Regions from separate parts of the Rattus norvegicus genome. Here region 2 is linked to region 1. A link is a contact called in public Hi-C data. All regions are on one chromosome and are shown on one strand. The core of a region is the stretch at or near the end of the contact, and the rest is flanking DNA. Distances in the headings are between cores, read along the strand shown. Region 1 has its middle 16 kb from the start of Pik3c2a. Region 2 overlaps Nucb2 (nucleobindin 2).

Region 1 (4,454 bases), core at 826-3,325:
GGCACTAGGCTACGTAAAGTTGTGGCACTCCCAACAGCCACTCTCGGGAGGAAGAACACAGCCTAAGATAGGGGCCCCAACTTATGTTCCTCTGGGTGAGAAACAGGAGAGCTAGGGCCCAGGCTGTGGTTCTCTAACTCCTGGGCATCCAGATACCGCTGGGAACCATAAGGCATCGAGAACAGGGGGTCCTCCGGCCTGAGATGATCCTAGGAGGTACAGCTCTGTAAGGAAGCCCCCCACCCACAGTGATTCTTGATGAAAGAGATAGTCCTTGCTTGTCCAAACTGTTTATTTATGGTGGAAAAATGGATGCATATGACTTAGTCAGGGAACACCAGAGATTAAATACTTTTTGTAGGAAGGAATGTCTGGGAAGGGAAGCTTATTGGCTAAACCCTCAGGCAGGCCCATCTAGATACTTTATTAGCACGGAGAACTCTGGGCTCTAAGCTGTGACCAGCTGTCATGGTCCTCTTATTGAGGTGTTGTGGTCACGTGTTCCAGAACAGGAACTGGCTGGGGAGAAGATGCAAATGCCTACCTTTCTCAATTTTGAGAATTGCCAGGGTTCCTTAAGCTGCTCAACCTTACCATTTTTTTTTTTCTGTCTAGTGAAAGGGTTCTACTTGCCCCACACTCAGATTCTCTTCCTGTGAAATTGACTCCAATCGACCAATCAATCAATCAATCAGTCAATCAGATGTACAGAAAATGCTTTGGCCAGCTTCTGGCACAAAGTGAACTTTCAGTTCATGTTAGCTCTCACTGGGATTACAAATGGTCCCATAAACTTGTTTCTTCTGACTACTCAGGCTCTCGCTTTAAGTGATTTCACAGTTATGCTACTATCTACAGTGTTGTGGCCTACACCCCTATGTTTGTAGGGCTTCAATATATTTCTGGGTCTCTTGGATCATCATATTAATAGCAGTGGTAGTATTTTTTTTTGAGATGAGGTCTTGCTATGTAACTTTGACTGACCTCAAACTCTCTATGTAGACTAGACTGGCCTTGAACTTAGGGCAATCACCCAGTCTCTGCTTCCTGGCTACTGGGATTACCTGTATGTACCACACAGCCAAGCAATGTCATATTGCCATTCAGTTTTTTTCAAACCTATAGTGAGCCACCATACCCAGCCATACTTATAAACGGTTTATACCCAGATCTAAATGGCAGTAGAATGGTCTTTCTTTCTGGTTGCCACACAGCTAGGCTAGTCATTGGTCTGAGGGGCTGTCATCCTACCTTCAGCTCCACGGACTGTCAAGCCCGTGGTTATTTGGAAGCAAGAATCATCTGCATATTCATATTCTCTCTCTCTCTCTCTCTCTCTCTCTCTCTCTCTCTCTCCAGAGAAGTTCAGATTTTTACTGTAGTTTACTCAATATTCCTTAGTGGTTCCTCAAAGGGTAGTAAACCCAGGGATTTTGCTTGATATTCAGAACACTATTCCTCATATGTAGCATGAAATTAGATATGAGAGTTAGCCCTCAGAATCTTGTAGCATTTGTTTCTGGAGCTGAAAGTGTTCTGTTAGCATCGTGTGTATTATAGGAATGTTCTTGAGACTTTGGCCATTGTGTCAGAGTGACTCATAACAGGGACCGTTTCTCTCAGGTCTTGTTACCAGGAAGCTGTATTTCCCTTAAGAATGACTTCATTGTTGTCATGGGTTCACTGACTTCCATTATTGTTGGGATTTTCCATTTTTATCCTCCCCAGAAGATCAGAATGGAATATAGCCTAGGTTTAGCTATTGATAAGGACTGTTTCCGGTATCACACTGGCTAGCGTCAATTTACTCCACCTCTGCTTGTCTTTTCACTTCCACCCCAATTACTTGAACCATTTGATTTATTCCATATAAACTGTTAGAGCCTTCTAAACAGAAGGCACAGAGCTAGCTGTCTCAAACACTGTCACCGAGTATCTCATAAAACTCAGTTTGATGTTGGAATTCATGCTTGTATGGATTCTCACATTCCTTCACCCATGCAGAGGCCTCCCTCCCTGCCTCTTTCTAAGCTGTTTCCCACTCCTTCCGCTCTGTTTTGCCAAATCTTCCAGGAAGCTCCACACTTGCTGCTCTGCTTGGAGTGCTGGCTGCTCTGCTTGGAGTGCTGGAGCGTTCTGTCCTTGGCAGCCCTTAGCTCTCTCCTGACTCCCCACCTTTTTTTGAGACAGGGTCTCACTGGGAAACACTGGTCACCCTGGAGTTTGCTATTTGACTAGCCTGGCCTCAAGCCCACAGAGATCCACCGCTCTCCTGAGAGGCTCACCACTGGGCATTTCTGCATGTTCATATGCTGTACATGCAGACTTTCTTTTTCTTTGGGAATCTGTACTTTGTAAGTTGAACTTGAAGGCTTCCCGAAGTCTTTCCTCCCCCACTCCAAGGGCAAGAAAAGGTGGAGAAGAGGCAGTAGAACAGAGCTAACATTTTTTTTAAAGATTTATGATGATGATGATGATGATGATGATGATGATGGCGACGACGACGACGACGACGACGACGACGACGGTGATGGTGGTGGTGGATGTGAGTACACTGTAGCTGTCTTCAGACACACCAGAAGAGAGAGACACCATCAGATCCCATTACAGATGGCTGTGAGCCACCATGTGGTTCCTGGGAATTGAACTCAGGACCTCTGGAAGAGCAGTCAGTGCTCTTAACCGCCGAGCCGTCTCTCCAGCCCCAGAGCTAGCTTTTATGAGCTGGGCAGTAATCATCAATTAGGCAAAATGCAAACCAGTGATTTCAAATCATGGGAAGTATATTTTCCTCTTCCTGATTTTTGTTATTATTGTTGTGAGATAAGGATTTGTACAACCCACTCTGGCCTCAAATTTTCTGTATAGTAAGACTAGCCTTGAATTCCTGTCCTCTGCCTCCACCTACCACATACTGAAATTACAGGCTCATACCCTCATACCTGGCTTTACAGCATACTTCAAATGCATATCTATGCACTTTGTGTGTGTGTGAGTGTATGTGTGTACCTACGTTGTTTCCCATGTGCCATCTACCTCGCTTCTCTTTATTGTCCTGGAGATCTCATGTTTGGCTAAATTGGCTGGCAAGCCCCAGAGATCTGCTTGTGTCTGCTTTGCCAGCACTGGAATTACAAGCACAAGCCACCACACTGGGCTTTTTTTTTTTTTTTTGTTCGTTTGTTTGTTTTTCTGTTTTGGGTTTCTTTGTGTAGTCTTGGCTATCCTGTAACTTGCTCTGTAGACTAGGCTGGCCTTGAACTCACAGAGAAAATAACTGACTGCTGCAAATTGTCCTGTCCTCTGACTGACACATATACCATGGCACAAGCACTTGCACACATATTGCATACACGCACACACACACACACACACACACACACACTTTACGTTTTTTTAAAGACTAGAATGAATTTCCTTGAGAACACGGTTTATGTGCTAGGCTTACTGGTAAGAAATTGTGATGGAATGTAAACAGGACTTTGTACTTCTCATGTTGCAGACAAGCCAGTGTAGGCTGGACATCTTATAAACGTCATCTCTCAGGCTTGAAAATAACCTTGAGTTCCTCATAGAGTCAGTGGTGACTAGGAAAATGGTGGAGTATTGGTTGAGAGTTTATAGTAAGTCAGGCACCATAGTAAATGACATAGATAACCTCCACGTCTCCTCAAAACACCCTCAAATCGTGGGACGGAGACAGGCAGTAGTGTGCAGATTCTCTAGTCTCCACTGATGGCTGACCCGACTCAAGTAACTGAATGGCAATGAGAAGCTGGCAGCACATTGATGGCCTCGATGCAGATAAAAAACTAGTCAAGAGACAACTCAGCCAGACTCTCAGGACACTACTGGCACCAGGGCTGACTTTATGCTCTGAGTTTCCTTGTCTATAGTTCTGAACTTTGACTTCAAAGCCACACCTCTGCCTCCAAAAACATGAGGTAATTTGATTGTTACGTAGCCAGTCATCACAGAGATTTCAGAGTGTCATAGTCACAACCAAGTCACAGTCTGTCATCTCTGATAAGAGTCTCAGTGCTACCACGGGCTTTGTTTTCTTACCACTGTATTATGGATTGATTTATAAAGTGATTTATATTTTGTACTGTTTTCTATCCAGCAGGGGGAGCCAGGTCAGTTGATTAAAAAGAAAATGAACAAAAACCAACGCTAAGAAACAGAACAACAAAAGGTGCTGGATGAAGGGGCCACATGTCTCTGTTTGTGTGTGTTTTGTTGGTGGTCACGGAGGTAAAAAGGGAACTGGGAGTCACATAAGTGGCCATGTCCTGTTTCTAGTGTCTTGACATCTTCTCACCCTCATTATTCCAAGGGCTTCTGTATCTGTACTTTTTTTTCCTCAAGATTTTATTGTAGAGCCAGGCATAATGGTATAGTTGTCTTTAATCCTAGCACTAGGGAAGTAGAGGCAGGGAAGATCTCTGTGAGTT
Region 2 (4,046 bases), core at 1,524-4,023, 80 kb after region 1:
GGTAAATGTTCGTTACACCCTCAGTCGGTCGGGCCTGCCTCGGTCCCCTCGGTCACCCCCTCTTCTTTAATGTTAGTGTTTCACATTTCCTTTCTTCAGTTGGACAAAGTGTATAACCCGCAGAATGCAGAGGATGATATGATAGAAATGGAAGAGGAGAGGCTCAGGATGAGAGAGCACGTCATGAATGAGGTATGCTTTAAGGGTAGGGCTCGTGCCAGTCCTTTCATTATTCAAGTTCTTGCAATAACTCTTGTCATACGACGGAGGAATAAACACGCAGTTGCTGTTTCTTTAGATTTATTTATGTGTGTGAGTGTTTGCCTGTGTGTACGTATGTGCACTTGTGCCTCTCTGGTACCTGAGAAGGTCAGAAGAAGACTCCTTACCTCCTGGAATTGGAATTAAAGATGGTAGTGAGAGCCCATGCGGGTGCTGGGAACCAAACCTGCGTCTTCTGCAAGAGCAGCAGGGCTGTTAACCACTGAGCCATCTCCCCAGCCCCCACAATAAGTATTTAATTGATTTTGTATTCGTGACCATAATATTATACTAGATTTCTTTAACAAAATAATTTGTAACCACTTTAAATATAAGATGATGCTACTATTGGATATCAGCAATAAACATTTGGGGTAGTGAAGAAACAATTATGTTAATATCTTTTAAATGTACATAAGCTTTTATAGGGTTGAAAAGCCCTTATCAGAAACCCAAAATGCTTCAAAATTCAACACTTTTTGGTCACTGATCAAGGTGCAAGACATGGGAAAGCCTATCCCATGAATTTTCATGTTTCATGCACCAAGTTATTTATTGTATACAAGCCTTCAAGCTGTATGTATAAATTGTATATATAAACCATAAATCAGTTTTATTTAGGGCTCTGTCTTAGTTAGGGTTTCATTGCTGTGAAGAGATAACATAACCAAGGTAACTCTTATAAAGGACAACATTTACTTGGATCTGGCTTACAGTTCAGAGGTTTAGTCCATTGTCATCATGGTGGTGTGCACGCAGACATGGTGCTGGAGAAGCTGAGGCTTCTACATCTGGACTGGCAGGCAACAGGAACTGACAGTGACACATGGGCCAGGCTTGAGCGTCTGAGACTTCAAAGCCTACCCCCTAGTGATGACTTCCTCCTACAAAGCCACACCTAGCCAAAAAGGCTAATAGTTCCACTTCCTATTTAATTGGTCCCATCCCAAGATACCATTATGTATGTGCAAATATCTCAAAAATTTCTTGGGGGGGGGCAGGGTTTGAGACAGGGCTTCTTTGTGTAGCTCTGGTGTCCCAGAACTCTCTTTGTAGACCAGGCTGGTCTCAAACTCACAGAGATCCTCCTGCAAGTACCTCCCATGTGCTGAGATTAAATCCAAAATGAATTAATTAAAAAATCTAAAATATGAAACCACTTCTGGTCCCACACATTTTAGATAATGGATACTCAGCTTATACTAAGAAATCTCCCAAGTTCTTTACTAATTACGACAACAAATTTTACATCTTGCTTGCCGTCCATAAGCCTCAGGGGTATAGGAAGGTAGGACTGCTCAGCTAAGGCTGGGCCTAGAGTGGTTTGGCTCCTTGGAGTCCTATATTCCCAGGCTTCAGAGTGTCCTCTCCCTGGATGACACAGGAGCATAAGCTGCCCAAGGCCCATTCACGGAGGGTATAAGACTGATGCCCAGCCATGCCAGGCCCCAGGTCTGCTCACTTCCCTCTGCCTCAAGTGTCTCCACAGTCAGTGAGGAGACAGTGGCACCTCTCATGGGCTGTCTAAGCACATGCTGAGCTGCAGGGAGCGATGTAGAGCCCTCCACAACACAAACCATCACAGAGACCTGAAGTTTAATTTGTCTTTTTTTAAATTGGATATTTTATTTATTTACATTTCAAATGTTCTCTCCTTTCCTGGTTTCCCTTGGCAACCCCCCAATCTAATACCCCCTCCCCCTGCTTCTGTGAGAGTGCTCCCCCACCCACCCACTCCTACCTCACCGCCCCACCATTCCCCTACACTGGGGCATCGAGCCTTCACAGGACCAAGGGCCTCCCCTCCCGTTGATGCTGATAAGGCCATCCTCTGCTATATATACAGCTGGAGCCATCTGTCTTTTAGAGCAACTGACTTTTTCAAAATTTTACTTTTGAGTTTTTCTTTCTCCCATGACTTGGATTCTAAAAGCAGCACCCTGTTAAGTACTGTTGTTAAGTGACTGGCAGGGGTGAGCAGGGCAGGTGCCTCAGCACAGTGTTTGTCCAAGTGTGCAACCCTGATGTGCACCCCGACTCACCCCTCTGCCCCCATACTGGAACAGAGACGCAGGGCGGAGACTAACACAAAAGCAAGCTCACTGACTCACTAGTTCCAGGCTGTGAACCCAGATCCCTAGGAGGCCCTGCCTGGCTTCCTAATCCCTGGTCCATTAACTTCCCCATTCTTATTCCCATTCTTATTCTTTGTTCTTAAAACCTCAAGATGCCCTTCTTCCTCTTCCCTTCCTTCCAGTGTCCTACAAAGGGGCAACCAAGAGAATCACCCATCTTTCCCACCAAATCCTCCAGGCCCTCTTCCTCTCTGCCCGTTCATTTTGCCTTGTATCTGCTATGTGGGTAATCAGTCATGGTTGGTGCTCCTGTTGAAAGCCCTGAAGAGTGCTGGTGTCTCTCTTCAAAGACCCTTCTGCTGTTGATTCCCCTGAATCTCTTGGGCCTGGTTTCATCTCTGTACTGGATCACTCCTTCCACTAGAGGGCAGACGTGGTCTTTTATTGTCTCCATAACCCGTGCTGATTGTCCCAGTGAAGGCTATCTGGTCTGGGCAGCCCTGTGCTGGCCAATGCAGTGCGGCCTTGTAGCACTTGGCACTCTGGTACAGTTCACACCGTCGTCTTCAAGTCCCTGGAATCCTCTGTATGAATGTGGCAGTGGCTGGGCCTGTGCTTGGCCGTGTTCACCTTCCTGCTCTATTCAGTCCTTGGGTGACCGTGACACCCTCTATCAGCCCACGTGCTCTACAGCCCGGAAGTAGAAGCACAGGAAGTTGTGAGCCACCAAGAGGGTTCTGGGAGTTGAACCCCAGGCTTCTTCAAGTACAGTAAATGCTCTTAAGTGCTGAGCCTTCTCTCTAGCCCCAGGGTAGCTGCTGTTTGGCTTCAGTGATATCCACAGGAATGTTGCTCTTTCAGTGCTGAACTGAGGCCCCTGTAGAGTGGAGGTTTGCCTGGACTGCCAACCAAGACCCTGTCATAGCCTGAGGGTCACATGAATTTGTTTTTGATCGTTAAAGTTCACCATTGTAACTGAGTTTGCCAAGAACTGTACACTGTGCACTGGAGAGGACTTAGAGAGGCCATTGACTTCTGCTTAGATGTCTGTAGTGTGCTTTAGGTATATTCCTTTTTTTAAAAAAAGAGTTGAACAAGGCAAGTGTGGTGGTACATGCTGTCTTAGTCACTTCTCTGTTACTTTGAAGAGACACCATGGCCAAGACAGTGTGTGTGTGTGTGTGTGTGTGTGTGTGTGTGTGTGTGGTCACGGCAGAGAGCATAATGGCACTGTAGCATGGTGTGGGACAAGTAATAGAGTTACATCATGATCTACAGGCAGAAAGAGTGAGACACTGGGCCTGGCTTGGGCTTTTGAAACCTCAAAGCCCACTCCTAGTGACACACTTCCTCCAACAAGGCCACACCTACTCCAAAACAGCCACGGCTCCTAGTCCTTCTCAAATAGTGCCACTGATGCCCTCCCTGATGACAAAGCTTCCAAATATATGAGCTATGGGAACCATTCTCCTTCAGACCACCACACTGCCTCTAATCTCAGCACTTGATAGGCAGAGGCAGAGGACTTCATAGCCAGATCCATATATACCGAGGCCCCACCTCGGAAAGCATAGCCCCATGCCTGAGAAAAGCAGTAGTTGAGCATCTCAATCTTACCTGCTTTATTCTTGGCCTTTACAGCTGTTTCTGAGTGGTGGGTTTTCTTGCCTAAGCACTTGGGTCTAGCTGGATTATGTTTATTGTGGTGAA

The links. Hi-C and Micro-C count contacts between places; a contact is called where the count stands out from the background.
Region 2: a contact with region 1 is called in a Hi-C map of Schwann cells, with 2.6 times the contacts expected there. The contact joins two enhancer-like sites. A contact is called at or near these places in 3 of 12 Hi-C or Micro-C datasets (the Rat2 cell line, Schwann cells and psoas muscle).

The regions. Positions count from the first base shown.
Region 1 is chr1:180,131,251-180,135,704 of GRCr8, forward strand. No RefSeq gene overlaps it. Among named protein-coding and RNA genes, the nearest start is that of Pik3c2a, 16 kb to the left of the region's middle. Within about 2 kb of position 2,076, at least 11 of the 93 cell types and tissues checked have an H3K27ac peak or open chromatin away from gene starts, as enhancers often do. A contact at or near this core is called in Schwann cells, where this site is marked.
Region 2 is chr1:180,210,423-180,214,468 of GRCr8, forward strand. Nucb2 (nucleobindin 2) reads left to right here. Exons shown (of 14, transcript NM_021663.2): 9 at 1; 10 at 100-192. Among named protein-coding and RNA genes, the nearest start is that of Nucb2, 27 kb to the left of the region's middle. Within about 2 kb of position 2,774, at least 13 of the 93 cell types and tissues checked have an H3K27ac peak or open chromatin away from gene starts, as enhancers often do. A contact at or near this core is called in Schwann cells, where this site is marked.